2 separate regions of the Dromaius novaehollandiae genome follow, and region 2 is linked to region 1. The links are chromatin contacts, called in public Hi-C maps. All regions are on one chromosome and are shown on one strand. Each heading gives the region's core, a stretch centred on a gene start, on an enhancer-like site or on the middle of the called end of the contact. The rest is flanking DNA. Distances are from core to core; before and after follow the strand shown. Region 1 overlaps LOC112982221 (a long non-coding RNA gene). Region 2 holds the start of FOXI1 (forkhead box I1).

The links. Hi-C and Micro-C count contacts between places; a contact is called where the count stands out from the background.
Region 2: a Hi-C map of liver shows a contact between it and region 1, with 9 times the contacts expected there. The contact joins the promoter of FOXI1 here to the enhancer-like site in region 1. A contact is called at or near these places in 3 of 4 Hi-C or Micro-C datasets (brain, liver and ovary).

Annotation. Positions count from the first base shown.
Region 1 is chr15:5,075,725-5,080,524 of bDroNov1.hap1, forward strand. All of the region lies in intron 2 of LOC112982221 (a long non-coding RNA gene), which reads right to left. Among named protein-coding and RNA genes, the nearest start is that of LCP2, 66 kb to the left of the region's middle. Within about 2 kb of position 2,832, at least 1 of the 2 cell types and tissues checked has open chromatin away from gene starts, as enhancers often do.
Region 2 is chr15:5,146,160-5,151,509 of bDroNov1.hap1, forward strand. FOXI1 (forkhead box I1) reads right to left here and starts at 2,460. Exons shown (of 2, transcript XM_026098448.2): 1 at 1,695-2,460; 2 at 1-651. The coding sequence starts at 2,268. The coding sequence ends at 98. The region is part of intron 3 of LOC135330013 (a long non-coding RNA gene); the gene reads left to right.

The DNA.
Region 1 (4,800 bases), core at 1,582-4,081:
TTACAAGGAGGCAGATGTAGCCCAGACATGATTGAGAAGGACAAACTGCCCGTTATAATTTATGCAATACAAGTGTGACTAGCTACAGGTTGAGGGGGGGCCTTTTATCCCCACCATGTGTCCCATCTTCTCCTCCCCTGTCACAATGATGTCAGTAGCATCAAGAAAAAGGGACTAACATCCCTTTAGTATCCTCTCCTTTTCATTTATTCCTCCTTTCTCCAGTAAATAGACCTTTAAAAAGGAAACAGGAACAGATGAGAGCAATGTCATGAGGGAGGTGGCAGGCAGTTGAAGGTAAGTTTTCCCTATTCAGTATTTGTTTCACTACAGTTGCGCACTTACATTCTAGGTCATGAGGACATATACCAGTATTTTGGCTTTGTAGGTCTCTGAAAGAAGTTATGGACAACACAAGTGAAGAAGCATGTTATATCAGGCAGGAAAGGGGCTGAAGAGTAATGTTGCATTGAGCAAGGAGACATATCTACTCTGCAGTAAGGGAAGGGAAAAGATTGTACTCAGTTAAGCTCACTCCACATGAAAAGATTCATTTGTGAAGAATAACAGAGTCATTAAATAGGATTTGTTTTCAAGAAGAAACAGGTTTTTTCCATCGGTAGTTCTGCTTCTCATATTACTTCTAAATGCTTTATTCTGTACTTGAAATAAAACCCTCTTAAGCTCTTGAAGTTTCTTTGCATGGTTGCTGGCTTTATCAGGTATATCCTCACCTGGAAATATCCATTTGATCATTTGAGAATGAACGCAAATGTTCATTCAACCAAGCAAGCTCTGAAAACGCAAGTCTGTTTCATAGTCAGCTAACAACACTTTTAGGTAATTTTTTATTCAGCTTTTTCCTATTTCTTTTGGTGTTTACTTTTTACATATGCCAATCATTACAGACAGACTACAAGACTACTTGAAAATATTTATCGGGAAGTACAGTACTCTGGGTCTTGTAAAGTGGAAATTTTGGATACAAAAGACGGGCTAATACATGGACCAGTGCTTCTTTTACAGAAATTCTAGAAGATACCAGAGAAGGGCATTGGCTTTGCTGTGTCAAATAGCCAAAGCGGTTTTGCATGATATTAAAAATAAGTACTTCTCCTATGCTTAGTAACACTACTTGTTCCTGTAATGGGGATGGTTTTGAGGTGCATAACACTAGTCATTCTATGGATATTTGTTCAACGTGAAGTCAAATTACAAGTTTCTAGTGAAGGCAGGCAGATGGCAGATGGACTACAGGGTGATCCCTGCTTGAGCAGCTGGAACGGGAGTTCATAGTGCAAAGACTAGCATTCATTTTGGCATTGCTATTACAGCTGCCAGTCATTCCCACCCTTGTTGCCAACAAAGTGTTGTCTGCCAAACATCGCACCGAGACTGAAACAGGCTTCACCCAACACTGCACGGGCACTGAATCCCACTTATATTAACACAGCTGAGGTTTGAAATGAACCTCTAGAGACAGGCAGCAAGTATTCTAAAACTAGACAGACAAAAGGAAACCTTTGCTCTAGTCATGGCAGTAGGAGTTCTGCCAAACTTTCTGCCATTAGAAATCACACGCAGCATGTTTTACATCTGCCTCTAGCTGCTATCATTCATCTTCTCTAGGAATCCCCTGGAATGGCACAGACACTCTGGAGCAGAAAGAGAGAAAACAGATGGCTAAAAAGTCTCCTCATATCCTGTCAAATCCAAGCCTTATAGTGGTGTAGGAACACACCACTGTGGCTCCTTCTTGTTACATTCCATTCTACTTGTCTCTGATGAACACACTGCCCTATAAACTGATTCCAAGAGCAATAAATGGAAAACGAGCAATTAAACAACCTCCTTCACCATATAGCATTCCCACTATTCTCCACCTAGTCTCATCTTAAGCAATTCACTTAAAAGGGACTATTACACAGGGTGCCTGTGGTAACTTTCCCCTTTTTAATATCACCTCAGTATTCCCAGTGGTATCAAAAGCAGTTTCTGTTACAGTCTCTCTCCTCTGTGCTTTTATCTTGTACGTGCTTTACAACACTTGTTCTAACCACTTACATCCTCATTTGGCCAACCTAAACACATTTAGTTCTCTTAAAAAATCATTTCAATGACACACCACAGTTGGAAGAAACTATCAGGCAGCAAGATCGCTGCAGCAGAGGACACATCTGTCACTCTGTGCCTTACTAGTATTGATAGTAGCAGGACCAAACTCTTACAGGACTGTTGGCCAGCCCAAAGTATTAGAAACATGTCTCCTCTCATCCCTGCAGATTATTTCTGTGTTCAAATCAAAATACCACAATGTTTGTAACCAAACAACCCTACCAAGCTCTACTGCCAGCCAATGACACTTTTGCACAGGATCCTCTAGATCACTGGAGGAGTTAAGGCTGAGGAATTTAGAGTCAGATTTTTGCAAGGATTTGCATGCCCAGCTCCTTTGGGGCTTCCAAAACACAGATAGAGTGAAACTCTCACACCTAATCTGCCTATTTCTGTAAGAAACAGATTTCCATTAAAATGTCTTTTTCTTTCCTGTAACTGATTAAAAAACCCCAAACCTAAACCATGTGTTATGCAACCTCAAGAGGGCAGCATGGTATTTCAAGAACACCTTACATAAAAAAGTAATAATGCCAAACCATAACAGCGGGTTGTAATGACAGTAAGGTTGCTGTGAACATTAATTAAAAAAAAAAAGGCACAAAAAAGGAGCAGTATTACTAGGTCACCTGTTTTGCTGCTATCCACATAGCCCCACTTCACTTGCGGCAGCAGATAATGCAGGTTTGCAGTTTGCATTTACATGTCCTATACACTGTAGCAGTTACATCAGCATAGCCTTCCCTGTCAGTCCTTGCTTTGGTAACCAGTACCTACTAAGAGCAACCTGTTTGAAATTTTGACAGTACTGTTTCTAGGGCAAGGAATAGCCTGGTTCTGTGATAATGAAATTCTTGCCTGCAAGTGGTAATAATTCTGTTCAGGCTTTCAAATGACACATAGAAATTTAGGATTATAGCAACACAGACTCCAACGTGATCTCATGAGTAAATGAGTGCAGTTGCCTTTTATGGCCACTGCACCATATCATCCTTTTGTAGAAGTATTATGCTCCATATTAAAAACAGATTATTTTTCCCTCTCACTATTTCTCTTGGAAGACTATTCCAGAATTTCTTTGCTCTAATGGCTAGGAACATTCTATTAATTTCCACCCCAAATTTACTCATAGCCAATTTATACCTTTTGGCTCTTGTGCCAACATTATCTGTTAGCCTCAGCTTTTATTTGTCCCTTACGTATTTGTAGACAGCGCTCAAATCCCAACTGCCTCTGTTTCACCTAATTAAATAAGTTTCCATCTTTTATCCTAGGACAATCACTCCAATTCCTTGATCATCACAGCGCTTCTCTCTACCTGTTCCCATTTGAATGTCCTTTCTTGAACACAGTTGATAGATAATAACTGTGTTCCAGATGAAGTATCCCCAGATCGCTGGTCTTAATACTTCTTCAAATCTATTGGAGATACATCATAGCACCACATGTGCCTTTTATAAAGCTGAAGGTTTAGTGACAGCAACGTTAGCATTTATTCTGAGGAAATGCATGAGGAATACTCCAGGCAGTTAGCTGGAAGAGACTAAGGTACAACCTCCGATTCTGCCATCACTGTACAGTGATGTTCGAGACAATCAAAGACTGTCTCAAGTACCCCATCTCTAAACTGATGATAATATCCACCCACGCAACTATACGGCTGATGCCACAGCAACAACAGAAATCTAACATATATCATATGCCTTAATGTCATCTTTTTCAGCTCACTAAGGTAGTCTTCTATAATTCTCACAGTGATGTGCACAATGTCAGCTAAGAGCTTTGATTAAATAAATTTACTTGAACAAAATTTATTGGCAACATGTTACTTGCTGACAGGGCAACACTGTATTCTGCCTTATTATATTGTGAGTGGAAAACACGTTAAAAACAGAGTAAACAAAGTAAAACAAACCTAAACATGTTTGTTCAGATCCTGCTGTAAATACAGCAATTTAAAGTCTGCTTTTGACAGACACTGATTCACAGAAGCAGCTGAGTAATAGCATCTGATATGGTAAGGGAGACATGAGAAATAGCTTGCATAAATCAGAAAATATTAGTTTTGGTTGGCTTGCAAAAAAATCTAGCCATAATGTTGACAGAAATGCTTTTTAAACAGCTAACTTGGCAGAAGCTCTGGAATCCACTTACCAAGAAAGGCCTGCCCTGAGCAATCTGAATCAAATTCTGGTAAGGCTGATGTTTAGAGAAAAGCTGGTTCTCACTGTAGCCATCTTTGCTGTTTTCTGTTTTTTCTGACTGTTGGATCTCTCCTTTCCTTTGTGCCTTTAAGTAGAATAGCCTTTATGATAGGATGAGAATACTGAGCTGAAAAAGATGACATTAAGGCGCAAGATATGTGTTAGATTTCTATACCATTTTGTAGGTGTGGCATCAGCTGTATAGTTTACTTTATGTATCATAATTTCACACAAGGTGGACTACCACTGTTTCTGATTCTGCTGTGAATTCTACATAGTAAAAACACTGTGCTTTCATGGAAGCTGCTGCAACATTTTCTTCATTTTTGTGTCATCAGGCAATCGCCTTGCCACACCAAGTTCCCTGTTAGGCCTCACTAAAGGGTAATATTTTCATTCCATCTAATATTATGTATATTAAATGACCATTTTAATTTTTAAATCAAACTGGAAAAAAAGAAGAAATTTCCTACAAAAATCA
Region 2 (5,350 bases), core at 1,210-3,709, 70 kb after region 1:
TAGGTCCCAGAGACAACAGGCTAACACTAATCATCTGCCCACAGAACATTACCTCTTATAAATACCCATACTTTACTGTCTTGCAATCCTTTTTTATTTAAACCTCTGTCCCCTCCCTAGGATACAAGGTGTTATTTGTACTGATACTGCTGTAAAAATGGGTGTTAAACTGATTGAGCACTGAGTTGCTATAACCAAGATGGCTGGAAGGCATAGAATTGGACCACTCTCCCACACCATGGCTGGGGATATTAGAGAGTGGGGAATAAGAATTAAAGCCTACCATATTCTGTCCCATTTTGTCAATGGGTTCAGTGTTGAGTCCCAAAGGCACTGATCGGCTCACTGAATTGGAGCCGTTAACATATGCAGTCATACTGGAGAGGAAGTTACTGAGGCAGGGACTACTGGAAGATGGAGATGGAGATCGTTTCTCAGGTGAATTGTCAGTCCCAGGTGATGAGTTTTCCAAGATATCCTGATGCTCTATATCTTTGGGGCTGCCAGTCAGGGCACTATCCTCTGATTTCTCAGATGCAAGAGAGGCAGCACTGGTCCCAGTGTCAGATTTTCTTTTCCTCTTCCTGCGAAAGTTTCCATTGTCAAACATCTTCTCACAGTTTGGGTCTAGAGTCCAGTAATTTCCTTTTCCTGTTGAAGGAGATGAAACACATTTTTAGTATAAAGATATGCACACAGACAGCAAAGAGCAGTTTTCTAGGACTTTTCAATATGTTTCTACCGCTTCTTCAGAGAAACATAGCAATTGCAAGAGCAAAAGGTTACGCATTTTTTAATTGCACAAAAGCAAAAGTCTGTTGAATTCAGAGAAGCGTGTGAAGTGTTGGGCTGAATCTCATAGTTCCAACACAGCACACAGCCAAAACTTCAAGTGGAGCCATAGGGAATTTGGTGGGTTGTGGGTTTTTTTGTTGTTGTTATTTGTTTGTTTGCTTTTTGGTGTTTTTTTTTTTTTCAGTAAAAGTTTTCAGCATATAGCTGGTCGTCTGAATTTACAGCACAGAGTGATCAAACCATATTCTGGGCTGCTCCTCTTCATTCAGTGGGGTAGGAGAGGCCACTAATGAGACAGAACCAGATTCCTGGCCCTCTGTGGCAGAGTAATTGAACTATTTTTAAATGTTCTTAATATTTCTTAAGAGCTATTGATAGAAAACAATAAATAAAGGAACAATTTGACAGCAAACTGGCTAAGCGGTTGGAAACAGAAGAGCTGTGATTCCAAGCAAAACACTATTTGAAACAAAACAAAAGCATACTGTTAATGAGAATAGTTGTTGAATCCCTAAAGCTGCTGAATTTCATAGACATGTCTGAATTTGTCTTACCCTCTTTCCATTAATTCCAAGTTATGTTAGACATAAGTCATATGCATTACACCAAAAGAGTTTTGAGTGGGTCTTGCTCAGTTAGGCTGATCCTGTGCTTACTGTGTGCTCAGCACATTGATCAGTTCTCAGGAAGACCTAGGGCAGTAAAGAATCCCCTTCCCTGCAGAGATTTATTAGCAACATTGATTCAGATCTCAAGTATGCATGGGTGCCTTCCAGCACAGCATTATGAAAATAGAGGAGCTACTACGGATATGCCCCAAATCTGGCCTATTTTGTCTCTTTACAGTATATTAGGCATTTTAAAATTAATCAAGTTTAAAAGGAGGAGAAAAGCTATACCTGGATCATCTTCATCTCGAGGCACCTTCTTGAAACAATCATTGAGAGACAAGTTGTGTCGTATGGAGTTCTGCCAGCCAGCTTTGCTTTTGTTATAAAACGGGAAGTTGTCGGCCACATACTGGTAGATCTGACTGAGAGTCAACCTTTTTTCCGGCGCTCCATGGATAGCCATGGCAATTAGTGCAGAGTAGGAGTAAGGTGGTCTAACCAACTTCATCAGCTCCTCCTGGGATGGGAGAGGAAGCCAGCCAAGGTCAGTTCCTCCCAAGCCATGCATGTTCGGCAAAAGCTGCCTTTGCATCCCATAAGACTGAGGAATGAAAGGACTGGCATTGGATCCTGGGAGGTATGGTGGTGGGGTAATGGAAGGTCCATTTAGCCAGAGGTAAGGATTGGGAGTGGCGTTGTAGTCCGTCGTCTCAAAGGTGGTAGGTCGTTGTGGGCTTGGGATATTCTGTGGATGGAAAAAGTTCTCATAGTAGATATTCATCTCCGGAGGTTCTTGACCAATATTTGGAAATTGTGGGCTGCAGCGTGGTGGAGAGTGCGTTTGTGGATCAAAGGAGCTCATGCTCTAAAACAAGCAGCTGACTGAGTTACAACACACCTGTGCTAGTTCTCCTTCCTGAGACAGGTGCATCACCTGTGCCCTTCCCCACGTACTTATGCACCTGTAAATGTTTCGGCTTGTGCTGCAGGCTCCACCCCAAAGCCCTGAGTGGCTGCAGATGAGGACGATATCCTTTTTGGAATGCTGGCAGCCCCAGCGAGTCATAGATGTCACATCAACCAAACGTGAAAGTTACAACTGTTTATCTTTTTAAATGAATGAAGGAATTTTCCACTAATGTAATGCACATAAAGAAAGCCTAAGGTGCCTTGAAGTTAAAAGCCCTCATCGCAGATCCTCCTCTTTCTACCTTTTCTACCTTTCTTTTTAAAGAAAAGTAGTTATACAGTGCTGCTAGTAACACCTCAGAATGCAAAAGCTATTGTCATTCTTCAATGAAACAGTAGGCATACATATACTTTTTTTTAAAAGGTCAGATCTCCTTTTCCTTCTGTAATTTTAATTGCAGACTTGCTTGTACTTCCCCCTAGGCAATCATAGTACTGGAGCCAAATACTCACGTGAGTAACCGGTTGCAGAAATCTTACTGATTTAAATGGAATTACTCAGTAAAGTAAGGATTAATCTTGTGGGAAAAAATTTTCAAGCTTAATTATCAAACCTTTCATTAGAGTTGTAAATAGGTAAACTGAGATGGGGAATCATTATTTGTTGCTTCCTCTTTGCTGCAGGATTGGTGCAGAGAGGTCATAAAACCCCTTAGCAGAATTTCCAGGCAGAAAAGGGACACTTTTCAGCATAGCTCTTGTTTCAGCTGAATTCCAAGAACTTCATTTATAGCTATACAAACAAAAGTTGATTCCATAATAATAAGCAACAAGCAAAAACCTCTAGCCCTTTCATGACTTGGAAAAATAGTTATCATTGCCTTGACTGGCACCCTATACTTACAAAGGAGAAAAAAAAAAAGCTGCATCCTCACCAATGCATATGTCAGAATGAGGATGGCTCTTAGACCATGCAACTGCGTAGGAGACTGTACAGTAATTAAACGCATAGTTACAGTTCTCCTCAGACAAAAGCAGTGACATTTGCATACATATATTTGGAACTAGACTCGGCTTTAGTAATCTATGCAATTAAAGAAAATATTTAAGTCCTAGTGTGACAAGAAGGCCTTTAAGATGGCACTACTCCCATGATTTCTGCATAAGCTTAAATTTCGACCTGCATATTTGAATTCCTGGCTGTCCCAAAGAATTTTTTGCTTTGTCACACATTCATGAAGTCACTGAATTGTCTGTGCTGCAGCATCACCACCAAGATTTATCTCCTCCCCAAGTATTGGAGTGATTCACCAACATAACGTTTGTATTGTTTGTTGCTTTGATAGATATCAAAAAATGTCACTAGCATTACAACTGAAACACAAGAGTACTGAATGACAAAGCTAGCCAGTTTGCCAGCTCAGAAATGTCTCTCTGAAGCTGTTATTTAATAAATACGTGCTTTCACTTCACATAAACTCATTTGCAGCACAAGAAAAAAAATATATAGATATATTTTCAAGGTGCATTTGTAATCCTGTAAATATTAATGTTACAAATATTGCTAATAAACACCAGTAGTTACAGAAGAATCAGTAGGACAAAATGTTTAGGAAATGCTCCAAAGAGTAAAAACCAGAGTCATTTTTAGAATGCACCAACACCCAGAATATTGCGTGATAAGAAAACATGACAAATTTATGATCCTCTGAACAAATTACATTATTGCTGGAAAAAAAACAAGAAAAAACTTGCTAATTTATTAAAACTTGCTCAAGGTTTGTTTATTCCAAGAAGTAAAAATTCAGCTCACTGCAGCAGGGACTTTGATGAGTGGCATCTCAATACTTACTCCCTGCAGTGCTCTGCTTGCTTATTTACAGTTAAAACACTGTAATGGGTGCTGGGTAAATGCATGCTTTAAAAATATCCTTTACCTCCAAGGAGAAAAAATATCACTTCTGCAACCAGACATTGAAGGAGGTTGTAAGCTTTATGAAGTTTTGACACAGTACATTTCAGCAAGGTCAGCCCCTAACTGTGGTCTGCCACTGCCTGAGAACGGCCAAGTCACTACCAGACCTACCTTGATGTGACATTTTAACAAAGTATCACACAGAACTAGCAAAGAGAGCACTGGGGTGAAGAAGGGCAAGTACTGCTCTTGGAGCAATGAAATATGAAGGCAGCTGTAGTCTTCTGCCTATGTGTCTCTGAAAGAAAGTGCAAAGGTCTGATCCCTCCCTGGCATGTGCATGCTGGCACAGTTTCTAACATAGACACAATCTGATCAGCAGCATTTTTCTTCCAACTGACTGTGCCTGATCTACTCAGATAGGAGTATAAACAACGCCAGTAAAAATGGTACCTTGTCAGTACTGTGGGCACGCCTTACTGCCTGAGAATCAGTGCAGTACCTTTTCTAGCACAGCACTTCAGGTACAGATGCTGCTTATGCAGGCAAAATACAGCAAAGGAGGAGTAAACTTTGCTCAAGCTGTGATTGCTCTGAGCAGGGCTGGTCTGAAGTGCACTTAAATCTAGCCAGAATTAAAGTCTCACCACTGAGATGGCTGTTTTTGACAGGGGTGGAAGGAGAAAGTAACAATCCCAGAAGTGGTGAAAGGAGAAGGGAAAATAGTGAGGCTTCCATAGAAAAAAGCTGGGAACAGGTGATTTATTGGCAAAGCTACACAGACAGATCACATTTAGGGCTAAAAAGTCTAAAATAAAAAAATATACTTATAGCCTTATACTGAAGTCATAGTTCAGTGAGCATTAGTTCCAAAGAACACAACGTATTGGGTTTGGTGAGGTCTTTGTAGGTGGGATGCACCATGTTTTAATACTTTTTACTAAAACGTAACACTGTACAGCCCTGAGCTTACACATCTCTATGAGCTGGAAGTCTGGTAACCAAAGACTGTCAACTGTTGTGTTAAATTAAGATTTGCTCCTGTGGATTTATAAAGTGAAGCTCCAAATTCTGCAGGGTTAAGGCCAATTTTCCTGCAGAACCATTCTTCTTCACAGGT